2 separate regions of the Mus musculus genome follow, and region 1 is linked to region 2. A link is a contact called in public HiChIP or PLAC-seq data. All regions are on one chromosome and are shown on one strand. The core of a region is the stretch at or near the end of the contact, and the rest is flanking DNA. Distances in the headings are between cores, read along the strand shown.

What was found. HiChIP or PLAC-seq counts read pairs in DNA pulled down with a chosen protein or histone mark.
Region 1: an H3K4me3 HiChIP or PLAC-seq map of bone marrow-derived macrophages shows a contact between it and region 2, with 2.2 times the contacts expected there. The contact joins the enhancer-like site here to the promoter of Ldb1 in region 2. A contact is called at or near these places in 1 of 39 promoter capture datasets (erythroid cells), 1 of 484 Hi-C or Micro-C datasets (bone marrow-derived macrophages), 3 of 115 datasets of contacts at active chromatin or transcription factors (bone marrow-derived macrophages, embryonic stem cells and kidney) and 3 of 9 other capture datasets (adipose tissue, macrophages and pancreatic islet).

The regions. Positions count from the first base shown.
Region 1 is chr19:45,942,233-45,946,586 of GRCm38.p6, reverse strand. Armh3 (armadillo-like helical domain containing 3) reads left to right here. Exons shown (of 26, transcript NM_198296.2): 15 at 484-585. Among named protein-coding and RNA genes, the nearest start is that of 4930505N22Rik, 54 kb to the left of the region's middle. Within about 2 kb of position 2,031, at least 7 of the 459 cell types and tissues checked have an H3K27ac peak or open chromatin away from gene starts, as enhancers often do. A contact at or near this core is called in bone marrow-derived macrophages, where this site is marked.
Region 2 is chr19:46,043,726-46,048,138 of GRCm38.p6, reverse strand. It overlaps Ldb1 (LIM domain binding 1), which reads left to right and starts at 2,828. Exons shown (of 11, transcript NM_001113408.2): 1 at 2,828-3,309. The coding sequence starts at 3,285.

The DNA of each region.
Region 1 (4,354 bases), core at 782-3,281, 100 kb after region 2:
TCGATCTCAAGGGGCAGAGTTTGGACTTAGTTCTTGCCCAGCCCGAGCTCCTTTCCCCTTGGCTACTTCAGACTTGTTCTCAAGACTTCTCTTTATTTGAAGTGAGAGAGCCATCAAAGTCAAGCTCATTTATGCCAGGGTAACTTTTTCCTTTAGTTAGAATTGACAGACTCTCTAAGAGGACCTTGAATTGTTGATTACTTGGGGCCAGAATGGACTCAACATCCTTTTCTAGGGCATTAGGAGAACAACTCTCTATACTGGGCGAAGAAGAAAATTGGCAGGCTTTGGGGGAGTGTGGGGTAGAGGGCCTCCAGAGACCTAGTAAGAGTAGCTGAAAGTCTTATGGAAAGCACTGGGTCCTCCTTCTGTGTGGGGAAAGCTTCTTTAGTCATTTTCTGGCCTGCTGGCAAATTGGCTATGTGGGTAGAAGTGTGAGGTGGAATATGTTATGGGCTAAGTGCTTTATTTGTTCTATTCCAGTTATAAGTTCTGTGGAACTCTCACTGGATGCAGATGTACAGACCAGTAATCTACTGATAACCTTCTTAAAGTATAGCTCAATTGTCATGCAGGACACGAAAGGTAAGACATTCCTTGGGAAGTGTGGCAGGTGGCTCATATCAAAGAGCAGTGGCCATATTGGGGCTTTGACATAGGAATCTTTGGGACCTCCTGTGCGGGTGATGGACCAGGTTTCTGGAAAACAGTGATTTCTCACTTCTGGGCGATAAGTAGGTGCTGTTGGGAAAACCTGGAGTTGGAGGAGAGTGCTTAAAAATAGAAAAGGAAAAAAGCTGATCCCCACAGAAATTACTAAGTCCTCTTAGCGAGGTGGGGTGAGTGGATGCTGGCCCTCCTGTGTGAGAAGCTGGGTGGGTGGGATTAACAGGCACGAGGAGTTCCCTTCTGAGCCAAGCTCTAAGAGCCTCACCTGCATCCCACTGCCGTGTTTGGTTTGCCTCTAAATTCCTTTTTGTACTTTACTCTTGTTTTGGCTGTGCTTCTTTAAAGGAAATCACAAACAACTCTACTTCACATTTAAGGACTTTGGCGTGCATCTTTAAAAATTGAAAATATTTTTCTTGATATCTAAGATGTCATTATATCTAAAAAAAAAATCAACAATGGCTCTCTAATAGCATATGCAATTCAGCCCATATTTAAGTTTCTTCAGTTACCCCTCAAGTCTTTCTCTTTCTTTTTCTTTTTACAAAATCGACAGTTTCATACATTTATATAATGAATTTGAGTAGCTTCCTAGTTAGATTTAAATTTTTTTTGTTTGTATTTGAATTTTGAGTCAGGGACTCACTCTATAGCCCTGTGTGGCCTGGCACTCATTATGTAGACAGGTCTGGCCTTGAACTCATAAAATCTACCTGCTTCTGCCTCAGTTTTCTGGAATTAAAGCATGCAGAAGCATGTCTGGCCTTGATCTTTGATCTTTCTCCTCCCACTGAAGGCCTCTTCTCAACAAGTCCCCATGTTGTTTTCTTCTTTTAAACATATGTTTATTTATGGATAGGAGTGTTTTGTCTCCATGTGTGCATACCAGAAGAGGGCATCAGATCCCATGGGACTACAGTTATAGATGGCTATAAGCCACCATAAGGGTGCCAGAAACTGAAATGAGGCCCTCTGGAAGAGTAGCCGGAGCTTTCAGTTGCTGAGTTGTCCCTGCATACCTCACGCACCCCATCCCCATGTACTTCATGTCTTCCTTTTGTCTACTTGATTTTATGTGTGAATTTTTTTGCTTGATTTTATCTGTGTGTGTGTGTGTTTGTGTGTGCTCACGCCCCTTAGATCATGTTTGTGCACCAAGCACATGTTGTGCTGTTGTGCAGGAGCCTGTGGGGGTCAGAAGAGGGTGTTGGAGCTCCTGGAACTGGGGGTACAGACAGTTGCAAGCTGACTGGTAGGTGCTGGGAATGGAACCCAGGTGATCTGTAGTGCCTCCCCTGCCCCCAGTGTAATTTCAAGTGTCTTGCTCAAGTGTGGAGGGGAAGTTATTTTCTAGAGCAAGAGCAAATCCCAACAGCTGTTAGTTGTCAGCAGTTCTGGCGGGAAGGGTGGGGCCTCATGGGGCCTTCCATATCCATGATGACATGTTAATGTCCAGTCTTGTGTAGGTCTTGTGCTATAACCACAACTATAGTGAGCTCCTGAATGTAATTGTATGTCACATGCAGAAGATACCCCTTTTTCACAGGTCTCCTTATCTTCTGGATCTTACATTTATTTTTTCTGTTCCTTCTTCTCTGAGGTTTCCTGAGCCTTGGAGTGGGTGATAGAGCTGTAGTGTTTAGAGTACTATACCATTGCTTATTTTTGATGCTTTTGTCAGTTACAGGTTTCTGCATTACCATGGTGTCATCATTAGGTTTCTATTGCTGTAAAGAGACAGTGTGACCATGGCAATGTTCACTCTGTTCTTATAAAGAACAACATTTAATTGGGGCTGGCTCAAAGTTCAGAGATTTTGTCCATATATCATTGTGGCAGGAGTCATGACAGCATGTAGGCAGACATAGTGCTGGAATAGGATCTAATCTGGATCTGCAGGCAGCAGGGAGGGAGGATGGGTTTTGACCATCTGAAACCTCAACGCCCACTCCTAGTGACACACTTTGTCCAACAAGACCACGCCTACTTCAGCAAGGCCACACCTACTCTGATAAGGCCACACCTCCTATTAGTGCTATGCCTTGTGGGCCTATGGGGCCCATTTTCATTCAGGCCACCATACCACCGGCTGTTGAGATTAGAAGCTTCTCTGACAAAGGCTAGATTTAACATGAGCCTGTGGGTGCTGAAGCACGAGTGGGTTTTTCCCTCCTCTCCCCTCCCCTCCCCCCCTTCTCTCCTCTCCCTTCTCCTCCTCTCTTCTCTCTCCTCTCCTTTCTCCCCCCTTTCCATCTCCCTCTCTCCCTTTCTCCCTCTCCCTATCCTTTTCTTTTCTCTTTTTTTCTTTCTGGGTCTCAAGTATTCCAGGCTGCCTCAAACTTGTTATGTTGTAGAGTCCAGCCTTGACCCCTTGTTCCTCCCATGTGTTTACAAGCGCTGGGATTACATATGTGTGCTACCATGCCCACTGTGTTATTAACTTATAGTCCATAAGTAACTTCATAGTCCTAGATTTAAAAGCCAACTTGATTATAGAACCAAAAATTATTAAAATTGATTGTTTTACTGCCTTGCTCTTTGTGAGAAGACCATGTATTACCTCTGAGGTTGTCTGAAGCTCTCTTCAGCGTGGTTTGTACTTGAGAAGGCTTTTGTTTGTCAAGTGAGCAGGTTTCTGTTATGAGGGTTTTTAAGAGTTGTAGAAATGAAGGAAAAAGCAGGCTCAGGGACTCTGGAGAGAGAAGAAAAATCTGGTAGACAGAGTTAGGAAGGTGAAGGTCAGTATGGGAAGTAGAGACCGACTAGAGCTACAAGGAGCCTGGCAATGGGCTGAGGCTAACCTGTGCTGTGTTCAGACATTGGGTTTGCTATTGGAGAGTTCTGCCTTGAAAGTGGACTTTTTCCTCTTGTATCTCATGATATTCTTTCAAGAATAAGAGTTACACAGGGGTTAACTACATGCAGATACTCTGTGTTACCACTCCTAACATAACAGTCCATTGGGAGCTGCTGACACGGTTGACTCTTTCAGACTTGGCCAAGTGAGATCTGGCAGGCAAGGATAACAAGACTCCTGTGTATCTGAGTTTCCTGAGGCTATTGCTTCTTTATGGAAACGGCTAACTTCTTCCTTTTTCTGCAAATACTGCAGCAACCACAGAAGAAAGAATTGCTTGGATATGACCCAGAAAAATGAACTTTTACTTTGCTTGATATAACGCAGTGAATTGAGGCTCTTAGAATGTATTTTTAGCTCTTAACAGTTTTATAAGCCCCTGTCCTGGTCACTTCATGGTCATAAATACAAGCCCAGATTAAAGACTATGGGTAGTCACAGTGTCTGTAGAATGCAGTATATTTTTACCAACAAGCAGTTTAAATATGGCTGAGAACAAGGTTAGGTATGATGAATAGTTAATTTCAAAATGTCTGTTTTGTGGCTTTTTCTTTTGGTCAGTCTTTCTCCTTGTCTTGGCTCAAGACCTGCTGTGCTGTGCCCTGGCTACAGGATCTTATTTTAGCTATTATGCCTTTCTTCTGTGGTGCTGGGGATGAGATGTGGGGTCTTCCCCATGAGAGCAAATACCCTACCACCAACCACAACCCAGGCTCACATCATGACCTTAGGAGAGCAGAGCTAACAGTTTCTTTGTCCCAAACAAGACATCTTTTTCTTTTGTTTGTTTTTGTTAGAGAAAGTTTCTCACCTTATAGATGACAGGTC
Region 2 (4,413 bases), core at 1,579-4,078:
TCTCTTCTTGCAAGAGACCATATGCATAGAATAACTTCCTCCCCTTTAAATAAGATGTATTCAGCCCTCCGAACCCCAGGGTTTTGGAGCTGACAACAGGCAGAATTGCAAGGGTTGTGGCATGTGCTCCCTACCACTGACTGAGCTGTGTGGCCCAACCCTGACCCTCAGTGTGCTTGCTTGTGCAACATGGGCAATAAGCAGCCCCTTCCAAAGGTCCCCTCGAACTCCAGGTGAGATGCCCCAGCACTTGGGAGGTAGGAGCAGGAGGATCAGTGGTTCCAGGCAAGGGAGAAGCTAAGGTGGTTTGCTCTGCAAGCATGAGGATTTGAGTGTGATTCCACAGCACCTACCTAACAATGCAGATGTGGCCTTAAATGCCTGGAACCCCAGCGGTGGGGATGAACATAGCCTTGGGGCTCCACAGAGGTCAGGGTCAGCCAGCCTAGCCTAATCTGGGAGCCCTACAGCTCACTGTGTGATACTGGATTGTGTGGAAATTAAGATGGTTCCTGAGGAAGTACGCCAGAGGTTGACCTCTGACCTCTGCATGCACACATGAAACTATGCACAGATGTGGGCAGGCATCATTCACACCCAAATGTACAATGTCCTTATAAAGGAGACCACAGGTGTGAACACCCAGCACAGAGCCAGGTCCTTGTTCACTCCTGCAGTTTTATTTTTGTCTCCTTCCTTGCACCTATCTCCACCTCATCTCCGTCCTTGTATTTCACCTTCTACACCTCCAACGTAGAAGAATCTCTCATTCAAAAGGAAGGAAGACCTCTGTGGGGTATGAGAAAATCCCCACAGTCCACCAGGTAGGTGATCGGAATCACCTTGGAATCTGGTCTAGCTAGTTGTTTGGAATGAGTGGCCTTAGGGGCAAGTGGTCCCAGGACTGGGAGAAGGCACATTCACATTCATGGATGATAGAGATTAGGAGTCAAAAGGCTGAAAGATATCCCCCTTCCTCTGTATCAACTCACATTCAGCACCCTCTTGTCATCCTTGAAATAATCTTTACCAAAAAAAAAAAAAGGCATACTTGTACTAATGTCTAACCAGTAGTACTACATGGGGAGAGAGGCTATGCGGGGTACACATTGTCTGGTTCATATCTCATCCAGCTAATTACAGACGGTAAAGCTCAGGGTGGGGCTGTCGGCTGTCATACAGCTCAAGAGGGGTTGTGCAGGGATTCAAATCTGAGCATCCAGAACTCGGGGCTATTTGTTGCCTTAGGTCCTTAGGTCCTCTCCACTCCCTCTAGTGCTGACCTCTGAAAGAAAGTGGAAAGGAGATGGACTCTGGCAGAGGATGCTGCCAAGGAAATGCTGGTGTGTGGATGTCTTTTTTTTTTTTTTTTTGTCAAGTCCTTCTATGCCCTTGGTGGGGACGGGGACGACGGCAGGCGGCGTAATCCCGAGGAGCTCCCCATATTCTAAACACTGGGGGAGGGGTATTCTCATTCCTAGGCACGCCCTCCTTTCAATCATCAGACTCTACTACCATGGTCTCTTGCTCCTTAGCCAAAAAACAAAAACAAAAAAAAACAAAAAAAACCCCTAAGGTTGGGATATGTGGTCTCATGGCACCTTAACCTCCACCTTTGTAACTCTCCCCTGGACAGTCAAGCCAGCTGTGCAAACTCCTAAATCGGGGTAGGGAAATCAAACACCTTTTTCAAACAATCCCCATTTTAGCAACAAAGGGAAGAGGGAAGCCAGTGTAACCAGTCTAGTTCAGATACCTTAGACAGGGAATACCAGCCCCCAGAATCTACCCAGGGAATACACCACGAAGCTTAAGAGAAGCTAAGGCTTGGGGGACACCCCCCCCCCGAACTCCTTCTAGCAGCTCCCCTCCTCCCTGCTAATAGGTATTTCCTGTTTATGAGGCAGCTAGGGCTGGGCTTTGGAGAAGGGATGGAAGAGTTCTTCCCTTCCATGGGTTGGGTTGAGGAGTCCTTGAGGACTGCCTGAAGGTTGGGAGGGTTCTCCCTTTGGAAGATAGACTGACTGTCCAGGATGCCCCACCCCCAACCCTCCCCGCGGCCTCTGCCCCTATGGGTAGGGGGCACTGAAGGAGTAGGTTTCCTGTTCTCCACCTCCAAAACAGGGAGCTGCTTCCAGGGGGCGGAGGATGGGGGTGGGTGGGTAGAAGGCTCCAGGGCTGGAAGAAGAAAGTGGGGGAAGGGAAGTGTCTTAACTGGTGCGTCAGAGCCTGCAAGAGGAAAGGATGGCTTTGGTAGTGCTCCCCCCCTTCCCAGCCTAATGGTCATACCACAGCCCTTGTGTCCCCTTGCAAAATGCGGACCTCAGGCCCTTAGGCGGGGGAGGGTGGGGTCCCTTCTTAATTAACCCTTTTAGCTCTAGTCCCAACTGGTTTAGCAGGCATGGTCTGGTTAATTTAGAAAGGGGATGAGTCTAGGGGTTGCTCTGAGAATTAGGAGAGTGCTCCTTTTCCCACCCAGCTTCGGGTGGAGCGCGCCACACAGGGTCTCCGCAAAGAGCACAGGCAGGGGTCAGCGCCCCATCCCTCCCGGGGGTGGAGAGAGGGTACACCTCACTACCCACCCAGGCTCCGCCTCCCCCAATCCCCGCTCCCGCTCAGCCACGCTCCCAACCCCGCGCACCCGGAGGACGGACGCCGAGCGTGAGGCTTCGCCTCCTCCCGCTCCCCGGCGCCCGCCCTCGCCGGGGTCTCTGCCTCCGTCTCGTTTTTTAAGAGCTGCGTCACACGCATGCCGTTCCCGGGAGCGCTCCCTGCCCCTCGCCGCGCGGCGCACGCACGTCGCCGCTCGCGCCGCGCTCGCCCGGGTCACTTTGACACGGCTCTCCCCTCCCACTACCAGGACAATTAGCATATTAATAAAGCCCGGCCCAGCCCGACTCTGGCCGGAGAGCCGGCGCTTGCGAGAGGGAGAGGACGCGCGAACGAACGGGAGCGAGCGCGAGGGCGGCGGCGGGGAGGGCGGCGGGAGCGCACAGACACGCACACGCACACGCGCACACACGGACACACACTCCGGGGACGCACACCCGCGCGTACACACGCAGAGGCAGCTCGCCTTCCTGCCTGGCTTCCTTCCTGTCTGCTCCGCGCCTGACAGGCCCCTCGCTGCAGGCAGGGGCGGCCCGCACCGGGCAGAGGCCGGGCCGGGCCGGCGGCGCGGGCATCGGGGGCCGCGGGCGGCGGCAGCGGCTCATGCCCGGCCTGTCCCTGCGAGGGGCGGGCATCGTGACTCGGCTGGGCCCCCAGCGGCGGGCGATGTGAAGATGTCAGTGGGCTGTGCCTGTCCTGGTGAGTGGGTCTCGAGGCCGCCTGGCCCCTCCCTCCCTTTCGGCCCCCTAACCCCTGGTTTGGAGAGGATTTGTATGTGGGGGGCATCGAAGGCATGGTGGGGGTCGGGGGCTGTATAGAGTTAGAGGGGCCTCGATCGGGGCCGGGTTTTCTCATCTGTATAAATACGCAGCAGCCCAGCGGCACGGGAAGGGGGTGCTAAGGATGGCTTGTAATTTTTTTTTGAGGGGGGGGAGGCTAACTGGGGAGGGATGGGGGGGGACTGAAATTCCCAGAATTCCAGGGTGTTAGCCAATCAGAAGTGACTTTGGACTTTTGACCCCCCCCTCAGGTCATCGTAGAGTTCTGATTGGCTGATTTGGGTTTCCCCCCCTTCCCTGCTGTTTATTGCCTCTTACATATTTTGTGACATTCCCCCCCTCGGGCTGTTTCTTAGGATGCTGTTTGGGGGAGGAGTTGATTGGAGCCCATCTTACCCCCCTTTAACTTTTCCTGTCTGTTGCCAGGGTAGGTTGGCCCTCCTGAGGGACAAAAAGCACTCCTAGGGGGTGTCAGATAATTGGGCCCTTGGGTCTGCTATCTCAGTCTTCGTGGGAGGGGGAGTGTAGCAGTTCCAGGTAGGCCGTGAAGTTAAGAGTGGTTTGCAGATTCGAGTTGGGGGAGCAATGCTTGACACCCCCCCCCCAGTGAAAACTTGAGGACTCAAATTCAAATCACAACCCTCTCTAACAGGTATCAGAGCTTGCCAGGGAACACCTGTGTCTGAGAGTGCCTTGAGATTTTTCTTGTACGGTCGGGGTATAAGGCCACAAGTGCTAGGAGGGAACAGTTGAGCCATGTGATGGGAGAGGTTAGTCTAAAGAGAATCCCAGAATATAGTCGGTCCCCTTCCTTATAACTCTGTGTCCTCAAACTGGCCTTCCTTCCAGGATGGAGGCAGCTTTCTCTAGAAAGTCAGTGGTCAGTGTCCTGGGTCTAGCCTGGCTGGATCTCTTGCCCCTCTGTATGTCCTGTATTCTGAGAAGCCTAAACTTCAGAACTAGGAGCCCCCCCCCCCCCGCCGTATCCCCGCACCCCAACATTCATACAAATACACAATCCCCC